2 separate regions of the Canis lupus genome follow, and region 1 is linked to region 2. The links are chromatin contacts, called in public Hi-C maps. All regions are on one chromosome and are shown on one strand. The core of a region is the stretch at or near the end of the contact, and the rest is flanking DNA. Distances in the headings are between cores, read along the strand shown. Region 1 holds the start of KMT5A (N-lysine methyltransferase KMT5A). Region 2 holds the start of TMED2 (transmembrane emp24 domain-containing protein 2).

The links. A called contact is a pair of places that touch in the nucleus more often than the background predicts.
Region 1: a Hi-C map of blood shows a contact between it and region 2, with 3 times the contacts expected there. The contact joins the promoter of KMT5A here to the promoter of TMED2 in region 2. A contact is called at or near these places in 3 of 9 Hi-C or Micro-C datasets (blood and liver).

The regions. Positions count from the first base shown.
Region 1 is chr26:6,413,935-6,421,443 of UU_Cfam_GSD_1.0, forward strand. It overlaps KMT5A (N-lysine methyltransferase KMT5A), which reads right to left and starts at 5,214. Exons shown (of 7, transcript XM_038574831.1): 1 at 5,157-5,214. The coding sequence starts at 5,166.
Region 2 is chr26:6,273,325-6,280,871 of UU_Cfam_GSD_1.0, forward strand. TMED2 (transmembrane emp24 domain-containing protein 2) reads right to left here and starts at 3,208. Exons shown (of 5, transcript XM_038574820.1): 1 at 3,023-3,208; 2 at 1,347-1,539; 3 at 928-948. The coding sequence starts at 3,202.

The DNA of each region.
Region 1 (7,509 bases), core at 3,964-6,463, 140 kb after region 2:
CGCGCCGCCGGGAGGCAGGGGCCGGCCGGCCGGGCCGGGCCGGGGGCCCGGGTCCGCCCTCCCGCCGCCCGGCCCGGCCGGGCCCCGCGCGCCGCCCGCCCCCCGCGCGGGCCGGGCCCGCCACACCCACCTGCAGCCCGGCCAGGCCCATGGCGGCGCGCCCCGCGCCCTCGCCCTCGCCGCCGCCGCCGCCGCCGCCGCCGCCGCCGCGGCCCGGCCACCACCGCTGCCGCTGCCGCTGCTGCTGCTGCTGCTGCCGCCGCCACCAGCGCCGCCGCGGCGCCCCGGGGAAGGGCCGGCGGCGCCCCACGGCGCCCCCTTCCCCCATGGCCTGCGACGCAGGGCCCGGCACCCGCGCGCCGCGGCAGCCCCGGCCGGCCCGGGACCGAGGACGCAGGGAGGGAGGCGCTGGCGGCGCGTCCTCCGCGGCCCGCCCGCTCGCCGCCGCCGCCGCCGCCGCCGCCCACCGTCCGGCGCCCGGCCCGGGGAGGGGGCTGGCAGGGGCGGCGCTGCGAGGCGCCTCGGGAGGGAGGCAGGAGGTGGGCGGGCCGCGCGGCCGCGCCGGATCCTGACTCGGGCGCGCCCCCTCTCGCTCGCCCTCGGCCACGCGGGGAGGAAGGGGTGGGAGACTGATGATGACAGCCGGGCTCTCGCCGGCCGGGCTCCTTCTCTCGCTGGCTCCGCGGATATTTTGGGAGACCGGTCGGTGCCAGGCGCTGTCAGCGGCGGTGAGCGCCGCAGGCGAGAGTCGTCCTGTGTGCCCGAGCCTGCGCTCCCTGAGCGTCTTGTGGCCATTTAGGCGTCCCCGCAAGTCCCCGGGGGACAGGTCCTGTGGCAAACCCGTTAAAAATGGGGACACGGGGGCTCGAGGGAGGTGCAGACGCTTGCCGAAGGCCGCACAACTAGAAAGCGATGGGATCAAGTGTCAAACTCGGGCGGTCTGCACCTGCCCCGGGGAGAGAGAGCCAGTGGTTATCATGTTAAGCTGGTGGGGTGCTTCCCGGCGTACCTGATCTCATCCAGACCTCACAACAGCCCTGTAAAGGTATACACCACAGATGAGGAAACGGACATCAGGGAAGCGAGGAGCTTTGGCCAAATTCTCAGAACTAAGAATGGATTTCCAGGCCAAATGACCCAGAGCCTGCACTCCCAGCCACAGATGAGGAAATTCAAGAATGGGAGGGACAAATGCTGTGGCAGAAGCCATTTAGCAAGTCACCTGGTTCTTCTGTCCATCCCCATGAGAAGATATCCTAGGAAGGCAGGGGTTCCAGCCAGTCCTGTGTCTAGTGTTGGCAGAGCTCACTGCCCTGCACCACTGTGTTGAAGCCATTAGAGTTTGAGGGCCCACAGCCAAGAGTCACTGTATTTGTGCTAAGTCATAGATGCAAACAAGACATCTCAGGGCATCTAGCTCCTACAGCTTGTGTCATGGCCTGGGAGGCAAACATTGGGTTTCTCTCCCTGAATTTGTCCCAGAGGTGCTTTATGACCATGGCCAAGTCACTTCCCTGGAGTAGGCCTCAACGTCCTTGTGGATAGAAACCCAGAATCCGGGATCCCTGGGTGGCGCCGCAGTTTGGCGCCTGCCTTTGGCCCAGGGCGCGATCCTGGAGACCCCGGATCGAATCCCGCGTCGGGCTCCCGGTGCATGGAGCCTGCTTCTCCCTCTGCCTGTGTCTCTGCCTCTCTCTCTCTCTCCCTCTGTTACTATCATAAATAAATAAAAATTAAAAAAAAAAAAAAAGAAAGAAACCCAGAATCCTGAATTCCTTAACCCACCCAGGGCACCTTCCAACACCCACAGAGAAACAGTTGTCACATAAAGTTGCTACCTCCCCAGGGAGAAGACTAAGTAGGATTAAATGGCAGGAATAGGCTCAGAATGATGTCTTCCAAATCAGCTCATCTTTAGCATCCCGGGCGGGGCTAGGGAGCACCTCCTCCCTACACCCCTCCCCCAATACCCCTTGCAGTCCCCACCCCAACCTTAACTCCAGTAGGGTGGGATACTCTGCCCACTTGAATACCCAAGAGACTATGCAGAGAGTGAAAGAGAATTCTAAAGTGACACTCTGACACCCAGGTCAAGCCATTTGAAACTGTGTGTTACATCTCCAGGGCAGAGAGGGCTTGCAGTTTGTCACCAAACTATCATGGGAATCGTGGTTTGAGAACAGGAAGCAGCCTCTCAGATCATCTTGTCTACTTCACATACTATTTCAACATCCTCCCACCCCCAACCCCACCTACGCACACATGCTCAGGGCCACAGCTTTCTCTACTGCGGCCCTCCAATGCAGAGGGTACATACATTAAGATCCAAGTCTAGCACCCATTCCTCAACTCTGCAGCTCTGGTATTAGAAGATATAATACAAATCATTCAGTGTAAGCTTCAAAACAGTCTTTCCTGTCTCTGAGGTGTTCATGTACATATGACAAATATACCTGTAGGCATAAATAAAAACTCTTAATGTTGTCCAGGATCTCCTAGAAATAGAATTCAACTGGAATGATATGCATAGCTAAGTTATTCAGTGTTTCTGTATTAAGCCCTATAATTGTACACTATTTAATTTAACCTTCCCAACCCTTTATGAGAAGGTACTATTTCTATTTCACAAATGTAGAAATTGAGGCTCAAGGAATCACCTGACTAAGGATTACATGACGAAAGTGGTAATAGAGCTGAGATCTGAAGCCAGTGCTGTTATATGAGAGTACTTTATCATAAAGAATGTATATTGCTTCCCTTAAACTCAGACACAAAAATAGCAATTCATTCATTCCACAAACATTTATTGAATACCTACTTCTTTCCAGGCCCTTGCTAAGGACACAACAGTGTACACAAAGACTGATGGAGGACATGGAGGCCAGAGGGGGAGGCAGGGCCATACAGGCCATGGTGAGGAGTGTGGATTTGATCTAAGAACAGTGAGGAAGGGAGGAGGAGTGGTCACACGACAAAAATCCATGTTCTTGGGGACCACTCTAGCAGCTGAGAGTTAGTAAATTGGAAATGGTAAAAGTGTAAAAAAGGAGGGACGCCTGGGTGGCTCAGTGGTTGAGTGTCTGCCTCTGGCTCAGGACGTGATCCCAGGGTCCTGGGATCCAGTACCGCATCGGGCTCCCTGCATGGAGCCTGCTTCTCCCTCTGCCTGTGTCTCTGCCTCTTTATCTGTGTCTCTCGTGAATAAATAAAATCTTTAAAAAAATTTTTTTTTCAAAAAAAAAAAATGGAAAGAGGGGACCAATTAGGAGGCCATCTGGCCATGGCAGCAGAAATGGAAAAAAAGGAGATAATCCTCCTCAAAGGAATATACTTAAGGCTGAAAATATTTGCATGATTGTAAAACTTCAAAACCAGACAGGAGTTGCCTAGTATCTGCACATTTTGTTTGTGTGACCCAGCAGGGTTCTCAACGTGAACTACAAGTTTTCAACAAAGGCAGCTTTTCTAGAAGAAAAAGACTGACCTTTCATTTGAAGTATTACAAATGATTTGATATTTATACTACCCATTTAATAATCTACAAGAGTAACAAGGCCTTAAGGAATAAGTAACTGCTGATTTGCAGGTCAGGAGAGATAGTGAGAATCACTAACCAATAAATTACAAAGGTGATTTGTAAGCCTGCCATGGCGAGACCTGGGAACACTTGTCTTCACTTCGGCTAAGGGAGATAGAGGGGAACAAGCAAAGGCACAGCATGGCCGGAGTCTAGACAGTGACTTTGCACTTCAAACTTCCACCTCTGAAAAATGGATATAACAATTTGTAAAGATTAACTGAGATAATAACTGCCTGGCCCTCAATGGTAATTATTATTTGCCTATATTAAGTATTTAAATCTTTCAATGGCAAATTGCTTAGTTTTGATTAATTAAAACAAGCTATCTTTTTTTTAAGGCACTACTGTTGAAACAGCTTGAATGATTTGCTCTAACTGGAAAAGTGAACCAGGGAAGCACAGATTTATTAAGATTTGTCGGATACTATTAAATATACTTTTAGATGCTTAACACTTTTCTGAAAACAGTATCTTTGTCTTAACTTTCTCTGTGGGTTGGAGTATAAAGCTCATTAACTTGAAGTTCATCTTGCCTCATTTCTTAATCAGAATCTTGGGTTGTTCCAAAAGACCCTAAAAAGACTGCAGGATAATAAAGGATGCAACTGGGTGCAGGGCCTGAAAACAAAGGTTCCCAATAAATATTTGCTGAATGAATCCTTTTTTGTATTCATTATTATTGCTACACGGAGCATACTGCATTAGGGCAAATTCCTACTAACCTGTACTGCTTGGGATTTGGAAAAAAGTGTCAAACCTGAACTCATATTTCTAAAATAATAATTCTACTCGACCATCATGCTCAAAGTTTTTGCACGGAGACACAGCGTTAGGAAACGACCAGCGGTTGGAGATCGCTTTGCCGCATAACGTGGGGCTTACTGTCTTGACAGCAAACTAAGTGTGTACAGAACTCAACGCAGGGACATGCTTCCCGCGGCTGGGCAATCCCACCCAAGCCACCCCCGTGGGCAGGAGTCCTGAGCAGCTGCAGGACTAAGGGCCGCCCCGGGTGGAGCCATGCAACTCCTCTCACCCCAAAGCAGGCCAGCGGGGCCCGGTCGTCGCCCCGGCGGCGCAGAGCTGACTCAGGGCGTGGAGAGGAAAGGCGCCTGCTGCGGTGTCCACTCCGACGCGCTCCCCACAGTGGAGGTTATCCATCTGCGCCCTGGCCTCGGACTCACCTCCTTTCCCAGCTTGAGAGCGCCCCGAAACGGGCGAAACCTCGCCCTCCCCACCTCCTCGTATCAATAACAACCATTCCCTGGAGGTGCCCTGCGCCTTAGTTTCCGAAGAGCTTTGACATATGGATCCGCCGTCCCTGGAGAGGCAGGCCAGCGGGTGCCCGCACTTTAGAAAGGGGAAGCCAAGGCATGGGATTCCTGGAGACTCGTGGGGGTGGGTCGGGGAAGGTTCCGCAACCCCCCCCCCGCCCCCCCGCCCCCCGCGCAGTCTCCGCGCTCCGTCGGAGCAGTAGGGAGCCTCCCCGCTGCCGCTCCCGCTCCCGCCACCCCGCCACCCCTCCAGCGCGACCCATCACCTCGGCCGCCCCAGCGCCGACCACCTGGGCAAATACCTCTAGCCATGGCCCGGCTCTGTCACCGCCTAGGATCTCCCGGGAAACGCAGCTTTCGAAAAAAGTTGCAACAACTGTAGCCAACTGCTCCGCGGCGCTCAGGCTGCTTCCCTGATTGGCGCGGCTGCCCGCCTCTCCCCACGCTACCCGCGCTGATAGGCGAGCTCGGCAGGGAAAGCCCGCCCTCCTTCCCGCCTCCCTGGCGGGGGCGGGGCAAGCGGCCGCACTTTCTACAAGCGCTTTAGGGCAGGTCCCGGCGGGGGAGGTGGGAGGGGGTTTAAATTGTACCGTCTTCCTGCGTCGATTGGCTGCGCTGGGAGGACACCCGCGCTGCCATTGGGAGGCCCCAAACTCCGCCCTCTCGCCGCGCTGAAGCTCCGCCCCGGGAGGTGTAGTCACGCGGCTGGAGGCCCGGGCTCAGAGTGGACCGGATCTGGGACTTCCGGTTCTTCTCGGGTCTGACCGGAACCCGACCTCTGACCCCTCGACCTCCCGTTAGGACCTGCAAACCTTAGTTCTCCCAGCAGTTTGGCGTCTCCAGTACCTTCACTCCTCCAGCAGTTTCATTCATTCATTCCCAAGTTTGAAAGGTTTCCGGAGTCAATTCTTAACAGTATCCAAAACTAGCTGGCACAGCTACCGACTAAATGGATCAGAGGATGAACCTCCCAGAACCTTAGAAATCCTAGCCCACGTTATCTACCCATTTTACAGATGGAGGAGAGGTGACCAGAGGGACCAGGTAACTTACTGCTGCCCACGATCACCCAGCAGTTTAATTGCAGGGCATTGATCAGTCGCGTGACTCCAATACTAGATGGCTACCAGGGAAACAACCTTGCCCTGTGCCCCAAGGCGAGGGGAGGAGGGGGTTAGGGGGCTCCATCAGTAAAGTCCCCAGAGAAAAACGTAGGTCTTGGAGAGTCTTTGCTTTGAACACAGGTAAGGTGTCCAGTTACAGCTCCTATGTGTCCCTCCTACAGATGTAGGCAGAGGTCACTCGTCCACTGTCTCTCTTTGGCCCCCCAGAACGTTTTGGCAACCTCGCCATTGCCCAAGGACCCTACCATTGCACGAAAATAAAAATGAAGTGAAGGTAAATAAGGTGATGTATGTGAAAGCCCTGGGAAAAGTAGAGAGTGACACTATTTTTTTAAAGATTTGTTGGGGGGTGTGGGGAGTGAAGAATCTCAAGCAGAATCCTGCTGAGTGGGGAGCTTGACACAGGGTCCACCTCACAACCAATCCTGAGATCATGACCTGAGCAGAAAAAAGAGGGGGATGCCAACCTATTGAGCCACCCGGGTGCTCCAAGAGTGACACATTTGTCACTAACTCACTTGTATGGTTTTGGTATATCATTTCAGCTCTCAGAACTTCAATTTCCCCAGCTGTCAAATGAGAGAATAGGGCTGTGCTCTTCAATGTTCCTTCCAGCTTTCACAAAGATATACAAGTTTTTGTTTTCTCTAAAATGCATTTATTCTATACTTAGTAAATTGTATGCTTGGCACCATTTGGTACCCCAAAGATACAGTGATGATAAGACACAGATCCTTCCTCATATTTTTTAGAAGAAACAAAAAACCCCACTTTTTAAAATATTTTATTTATTTATTCATGAGAGACAGAGAGAGAGAGACAGAGAGACAGAGAGGCAGAGACACAGGCAGAGGGAGAAGCAGGCTCCATGCAGGGAGCCTGATGTGGGACTCGATCCCCGGTCTCCATGATCTCCAGGATCATGCCCTGGACTGAAGGCGGCGCTAAACTGCTGAGCCACCCGGGCTGCCCCCAAAAACCCTACTTTTAAAAAAGATAATCTTAGGAGTGCCTGGCTGGCTTGGTTGGTAGGGTATGCAGCTCTTGATTTCAGGATTGTGAGTTCGAGCCCCATGTTAAGTGTGGAGATTACTTACAATCTTTAAAAAAAAATAATAATCTTTTTTTTTTTTTAAAAAAGATTTTATTTCTTTGAGAGAGCATGGGGGCATGGCAGAGGGAGAGGGAGAAGCAGGCTCCTCACTGAGTAGGGAGCTGGAAGTGGGGCTCAATCCCAGGACCCTGGGATCATGACCTAAGCAGATGCTTAACCAACCAAGCCAGCCAGGTGCCCCCCCCACCAAAAGATAATCTTAAATAGTGATTAATGCTATGAGTAAAATGAAAATGAACCTGAGTGGGGAGAGGGTTGCTTCTATAGATTTGATGAAGTCAGAGAAATTCTCTTTGGTTGGTGGCTTTAAGTTAAATTCTAAATAAATAGGACTGAAGGGAAAAGATACTTCTAGGTAGAGAGAATAGCATGTGTGAATGTATGGAGGCAGGAATGAGCTTCGTGTGCTTGGGAAGA
Region 2 (7,547 bases), core at 1,958-4,457:
GTGGAGAAATAAAAATTAATCGAACTACAACATATGGATGAAAGAGCTTCTGTCACGGTATCTAGATACAGCTGCTAGAACTGCATTTCACATCCAATCAAGTTTCAAGTTACGAAATTTCAATGATAAAAACAAGCCAGCAAAATACCTCCTACAAAGTGAACAGCACCATTTGCCATTAGCTATGTTCAAGTAGGACTTTTACTCCTCCAGTTACAATTCAATCTTTCCAACCCTCAGCATTCATTTAAAAGAAACAAAGTATGATGCTACTACTAAGATGTCAATCACTGTATTTCCAGTGCCATTAATAAATTAATTTTTTTAAAGATTTGTTTATTCATGAGAGGCACAGAGAGAGAGGCAGAGACACAACCAGAGGAAGAATTAGGCTTCCTGCAGGGAGCCTGATGACTCCCTGGAGCCTGGGACTCCAGGATCATGCCCTGAGCCGAAGGCAGACACTCAACAACTGAGCCACACAGGCATCCCTCCAGTTCCATTAGTTTAAAGTGACCTAACCGGGCAGCCATGGTGACCCAGCAGTTTAGCGCCACCTTAGGCCCAGGGTGTGATCCTGAAGACCTAGGATTGAGTCCTACATCGGGCTCCCTGCATGGAGCCTGCTTCTCTCTCTCCCTGTGTCTCTGCCCCCACCCCCCACCCCCCGCCTCTGTCATGATTAAATAAAATCTAAAAAATAATAATAATAAAATAAAATAAAGTGACCTAACCTATGCCTCCCGTCAACCAAATAAAAACCACAAAACACAATCACTCTAAAACTCTAATTAGTTGTAGGGGTCTTTTTTAATTAAAAGAAAAAACACTCATGCTAACAAACTGAGGTTAGAAAGAAAGCAGAAATTAGCAGCAAACAAAATTATGCAAGACAAGATGCTGTCAAGAAGCCATCCATCCACCTACCATCCCAGGTATCTCCACCACCTAAAGAAAAGTGTAAGATATAAACACACACAAAAATAAAAGAACAAAGTTTAACCAAACTAGTCATGTATAAAAGAGCAAATGATGATGAATATAACCAGGATTAGCAAATCAACATAATAACCTAAAACACACATAACCTACAAAAGCAGAGTGACTACGAAAAGTTGTCAGAAGAGGCAATTGTAAAGAACTAAAACATAATCTTCCAGAAACTTATTTTTGTTAATTAAGGGTCCCAGAGAAATAAAAAATTTGTATCACAAAAGTTTTTGGTTTTAAAGACAGTGAATGAACCTAGAGTAAGAAATCCAAATAAACACTCCATTCAGATGAATAACAATGTACACAATATTAATTCTTAAAATGTAACAAAATCTTCTGAATGTTCATCTCACCTTCTGTTTCCATGTCTTGTCCTTTGGGGGCCTCCCCAATATCAATGGTGAACATCACTATCTTTGGAGTCATGGTAGACATCCTGTTGCTAAAACAAAATTTATATGTTCCATCCATGTGAGCAGCAAATGTGTATTTTCCACTGGACTCTCGGTCTCCTTTATAAATTCCTTTATTATCAGGCCCTGTAATCTGGAGGCAGGAAAGAAATGCACATCACAAAAGATTTAAAATCATACTTTTCCTAAGTGCTACTAGCAGTAGGATATTCACTAAGAAAATGTAATTTTCACTTAGTGACAGTAACCTCTTTGGGCTGCAGTTCTCTCACTTGTGAAACAAGGCTGGACTAGATATCCTCGCTAAAACATCTTTCAATTCTGACATGTTTTATTTGTCCAACGTAAATACGAACCGCTAGAAACAGAAATAGTACCTTACACATGGTCTCCAACTGACTTTCTATCACCAACACACACAAACTTAAATATTAATATCAAAATATGAAAAAAATATCTTAAAAACTAAGAAATTTGAGCAAGCTACACTTTCAGGTTTTCCTAATTGATTGCTGCAAACCAGTGAAAGAATCTACTTTATCTGAGATGCCAGTAGACTTGACAAAAAAAGGCTAGCCTGAAAACCAACAGACCTGTGTTCTCATCCATGGGCTAACAATCAGCTATTAGGCCTTGGTCAACTTAGTTCCTCTTAGAAAGCCTGTCAAACCTGCAAAACTTGGGAGACTGAAATAGTTCATCTCTAAAGCCTTAACTAATTTTACCAGTCATTCCTTCCATTATCCCCTTATCTTTGGACTCACTTGTACTGTATAATTTGTGCCCAACTCTGTTATACTGTATAATTTGTGCCAACAGCAGTTCACTGTCCAACGATCATGTTAAAAGTGAATTAAAGTATTAGTTACATTTGGTTTCCTAAAAAAAAATAAAAAATAAAAGCGAATCATTCTCTTAATTTAAAATAAAACTAGAGGAGCAAATTTAGGGACTGTGGGTTCCTGAAATAATTTGTCTTCTCCACAAATCCACCTGCAGTCATTACCCCTAAATCGAATGGCCCGACTCCACCTTCCCCCTCGTCAGAGATGGCTCACGGAGCTATCTAGAGGTTCGCACAAAAATAGGTTAAACGCTCAGGCTCTTTCTATGAAAACATTTTAAAAAACACAACGCAAATATCCGCCCAGCCTTCTTCGGTAGCTTTCGTTTTACTTTTTCCCTGAAGTTTCCACGTCATGCCCCAACATTAATCTGAAACAACACGGAGTGCAGCTGAAGACGCAACGGGGACCTGCCCTCGGCTAACCTCAGCATCTAAGTGCCCTGTGGGCCCGGAGCTGACACGCGGCGCCTGGCCGACAAAGCTCGGCGACGGCTTCCACGGGGTGCCCGCGGTTCAAGCCGAGAACCCAAGCGACTAAGCAACGGCGCCGCACCGGAGGGGATCCGGGGCACGGAAGCCGGGCGGCCGCGGGAGAAAAAGCCCGTCAGGGGGTCGCCCGGGCGGGGGCCAGGCGGCGGCCTGGGCCCCTCCCGGCACTCGGACAGCGGCCTCCACGGCCCGCGCCCCGGCAGGCCCCGCGGGGACCCAGCACCGCCAACCCCCGACCGGCCCTGCGAGCACGCCTCAGGCCGGGGCAGCGTGCCCGCACCTCCACGTCGATGTCCAGGAAGCCGCCCTCGGCCACCTCGAAGATGAGGCCCATCTTAGTGCCCGAGGTGACCCGCTCGAAAAAGCACTCCTCGGCATGCGCGTCGATGCTGACGAAGTAGCCGGAGGCCGTGGCCAGAAGAGCGGCCAGGAGCACCAGCAGCTCGGCGAGCGTCACCATGGTGGGGCAGGGGCCGAAGCCAGGACCGGGAACGCGGCCTCCAGAGCCGCCGCCGCTGCCGCCGCCGCCACCGCTGCCTCCTCAGCCGCCGCCGCCTCAGCTCCGCCCCTTCCGGCTGCGCCACCCGAGGGGGCTGATGCGGGCGCCGGGGATTGGCGGGCGCCGGCAGCTGCCACGTAACGGACGCACGGCGGCCGCCGAGGGACATGGCGGCTCCGCCCAACCGGAGCCCGACGGTGGCTCCGAAGGACCAAACATCGTTGCTCCCACCTCTCTCCTCTTTCCCGCGCAACGTAACATTTCACGTGGACGGTACTAAAAAGCGACAGTGTCTGGAAGCCTCCTCCCCGTAGTGCATCTCCCTAAGATTGTCCAAAGACATGGCGAAAGATCTGGACGCAGCAATAGGAGTGAGAAGTAGAAGGGGAGAGGTGCCTGGGTGGCTCAGCCAGTTAGGTGGGACTCTTGATTTGGCCTCAGGTGGGGACCGCAGGATGCTGAGATCCGGTCTGTGGGGCTCCACGCACAGTCTCAGCCTCTGCCCTACCCCCCACCTGTTCTCTCTCTCTCAAATAAATGAATAAGTCTTTAAAAAGAAAAAGAAGAAGTAGGGGCATCTTGGTGGCTCCGTGGTTGAGCGTCTGCCTTCCGCCCAGGTCGTGACCCCGGGGTCCCGGGATCGAGTCCCACATTGGGCTCCACGCAGGAAGCCTGCTTCTCCCTCCGCCTGTGTCTCTGCCTCTCTCTGTGTGTCTCTCATGAATAAACAAATATTTTTTTTTTAAAAATCTGAAGTAAAAGGAGACAGGGCTCACGCCAAGAGCTTTGAGATTTTCTGTTGGCCTCCACCTGTCACCAGGAACTCCCTAACCAGCATCAAACAGGCCTCCAGTTACCCAGTTTTCCATCGGTTTGATCCAGTTGAGATGCCTGTTAACCTTCCAGATCATTACCATCTAGCTGTTTTGTTGATTTGTGTTTTTTTAAGATGTTATTTTTTTAGGTAAACTCTACACCTGACGTGAAGCTGGGATTCATAACCCTGAGATCAAGAGTTGGGTGCTCCATGGACTGAGCCAGCCAGGAGCCCCTCAATCTAGTTTAAAAAACACACCTACCAGCTTGCTGACACATCCATCCCACTACGCATTTAAGGAGCTGAATCAGAGGAGTCTGTGAATCAGAGAAGCCTCCTGTCCCTTCTGGGAAAAACCTCCCCACCAATCTGCACGCCAGCTCCTTCCACCCTAACCCCAGAACCCCTGACCATGAGTTCTAATGGGAAAAGAAAATGCCTTCAGAGCATGAACCCGACTTCTCCATTCTCTGGCCATGGGATGAATTGCCTGCCTGCCATCCAGTACTGGTTACCTGGCTAAGGTATTGAGCAGGAAAGCACTCATCACTTGGGAAACACCCTCATCCCACAGAAACCTATGGGGAAGGTTGGAGGTGGGTGTAGACCAGGAAGGGGCACAAGGGAACCTCCTGGGATATTGGAAAAGTTTTATATCTTCACCTAGTGCTTACTTATTATTTTTTTAAATCAAGAAGAATATATACATAAGACTAAGGAAACTAATTTTGCTGTATTTATATTAATACTTCCAACTACAAAAATATTTTTTTACCTTGTTCAAATCCTCCAAAGCTAGAATTCTCTCAGTTCCCCTAAAGTGCTGCTGCCACATCAGGCCCACTTACCTCCTGCCTCCAGCTAGGACGATTTTTTGCACTTTGTTTCCAGACATGCTTCTACTCAGACCTCAAAACTCAACTCAAATGTCACCTCTTTTCTTCTCTAGAACGTCCCTAAATATACCTCTGCCAAACACTATCTCCCCATCCTCTGTGCTTTCCAGGCAGATTTGTGCAACAGTTACAGTTATTTACCAGTCTGCAACACTCGTGAGCCACCAGCCTTGACATATATATGTCATTCTCTTGGAGCCCACCACAGGGCCACAAAAGACCTCATTCATCACATATTAGTTGAGCTCATTGTCCTGGCCTGGGGATGAGGAGACCTGAGTGGTTACTCGGGCTTTACACATAGCTGTGTGTCCTTAATTATGTTCCATCAACTTGGAGCTTCAGTCTCCTCACCTGTAAAGAGGGGGTGACACCTCATGCCTTGCTTGTTACCATGAGGATGAAATGACACCATGTCTGTGAAGGTGCTGTGCAAATGTGAAAGATTATTTCCTTTTTTCTTCTTCTTTTTTTCTTTTTTAAATTTTGTTTTGGTGTTTTGTTTTGTTTTGTTCTCTGAGGAATTATTTCTTGAAAGACCTACAGGCAATAGGGGGCAGTCTTGGCCCAAAATCCAGTTTCCCGCTTCAGGTGTCAAGAAACCGGTGCTGCTACAACGATGGAAGCCTCCTTGCTATGACAGTGTGTTACTGAACTCAATTGTTCCAGTAATAGTCCCCTGATTCTCCATTCTCCAGACTTTGGCAAAGGCCCTGCTTCTCCTGACAGGTCAGTTCTGTAGTGTTATTCTAAGATCCATGAGCCTGTTTCTCCAGCCTCACTAACCTACTCTATGCTTCCATTTCCCTGTGTTAAATTTCTTTCTGATTATAATACCTACAATAGCTTCCTATAAACTGAATTAATCTGATGGAAACAGCCTTTTTGACTTCCCAAGCCACTGAACCTCATAGAAAAGTGCAAAGAGCAATTCTGTTTTTAACCAAAAATCAAATGTTAACTTCCATTTTCATATTGATTAAGTATTCTTTTTTTTTTTAATTTTATTTATTTATGATAGTCACACACAGAGAGAGAGAGAGAGGCAGAGACACAGGCAGAGGGAGAAGCAGGCTCCATGCACCGGGAGCCTGACGTGGGATTCGATCCCGGGTCTCCAGGATCGCGCCCTGGGCCAAAGGCAGGCACCAAACCGCTGCACCACCCAGGGATCCCTTGATTAAGTATTCTAAATCCATGTATCAGGGACTTAAAATGTGAACATTTATCATCTTGGTGAACCATAATGAATTGTAGATTGTGGGTATTTTTTTTTTAATTGTGGGTATTTTATTATATAAATCAGGGGACCCAAATTCAAATGCCTTTAGAGAGGATCCCTGGGTGGCTCAGCAGTTTAGCGCCTGCCATCGGCCCAGGGCGTGATCCTGGAGTCCGGGGATCAAGTCCCACATCAGGCTCCCTGCATGGAGCCTGCTTCTCCCTCTGCCCGTGTCTCTGTCTCTCTCTCTCTTTCTCTCTCTCTCTCTGTGTCTCTCATGAATAAATAAATAAAATCTTTTTAAAAATAACTTTAGGGATCAGGCAGTTTTATGTGAATGAGAGATGGCATCAGCTGGAGGAAATAGGGAGTGGGAAGGACTGTGGCAAATTGGAGCATAGATACATATCTAGATAGAGTTAACTCCAATGTTTGAAAACACAGTGGTGGCCAAACAAAAAAATGCATCCAGAAGTCATCTGGAATTTTTTTTCTATTATAAAAGTAATTAACGGGATCCCTGGGTGGCTCAGCGGTTGAGCATCTGCCTTTGGCTCAGGGCATGATTCCGGAGTCCCGGGATCAGGTTCCATATCAGGCTCTCTGCATGGAGCCTGCTTCTCCTTTCTCTTCCTATGCCTCTGCCTCTCTGTGTGTGTCTCTCATGAATAAATAAATAAAACCTTTTTTAAAAAAGTAATTAACTATGCTATCTAAAAATTGGAAAAGAGACTAAAGTAACTCTAATCACAGGACGTTAAAATAATTATTGTCAAATGCTTGGCATAGTTCATTTTTCATCCAGGTTTTTCTTTATAGCACCAGTCCCATAAATGACTCATCAAGCATCTTTCAACATTATTTCAATATCTGAAGACAGGCTCTCTAGACTTTCCAGGTCACCCAAAGTAAATGTACACTTTCCTCAGCACAGACTGGCATATGCTTATGTGCCATGCTGTCCTTGAATACATTCAACACAGCAAGATGGCACATAGTGGGTACTTAATAATTGTAGGATGATGAATGAATCTCTCCACTGGGGTCTAGCCCAGAACCTACCAGGTGGTTACTGGTAGTCAGTGAGATGTAATTAAAAAAACAAAATCAGGTCTTTCCTTCCCTCTTTCCTCCCTCCCTCCCTTCCTCCCTCCCTTCCTTCTTTCCTTCTTTCCAGATTTACTGATATTTAATTCACATACCATGAAACCACCCTTTCCCCCAGAACAGTTCTTAGTTACTCCTCTCACGAAAAATCTGCACAATCACCACAGATAGTCACTGCAGTCTTTACTCCTCCTGCTGTCCGATCTCCAGCTCACTGCCAGCACCAACACTGGCTTTTGCAGTCCCCTTAACTCTCTTTCTGTT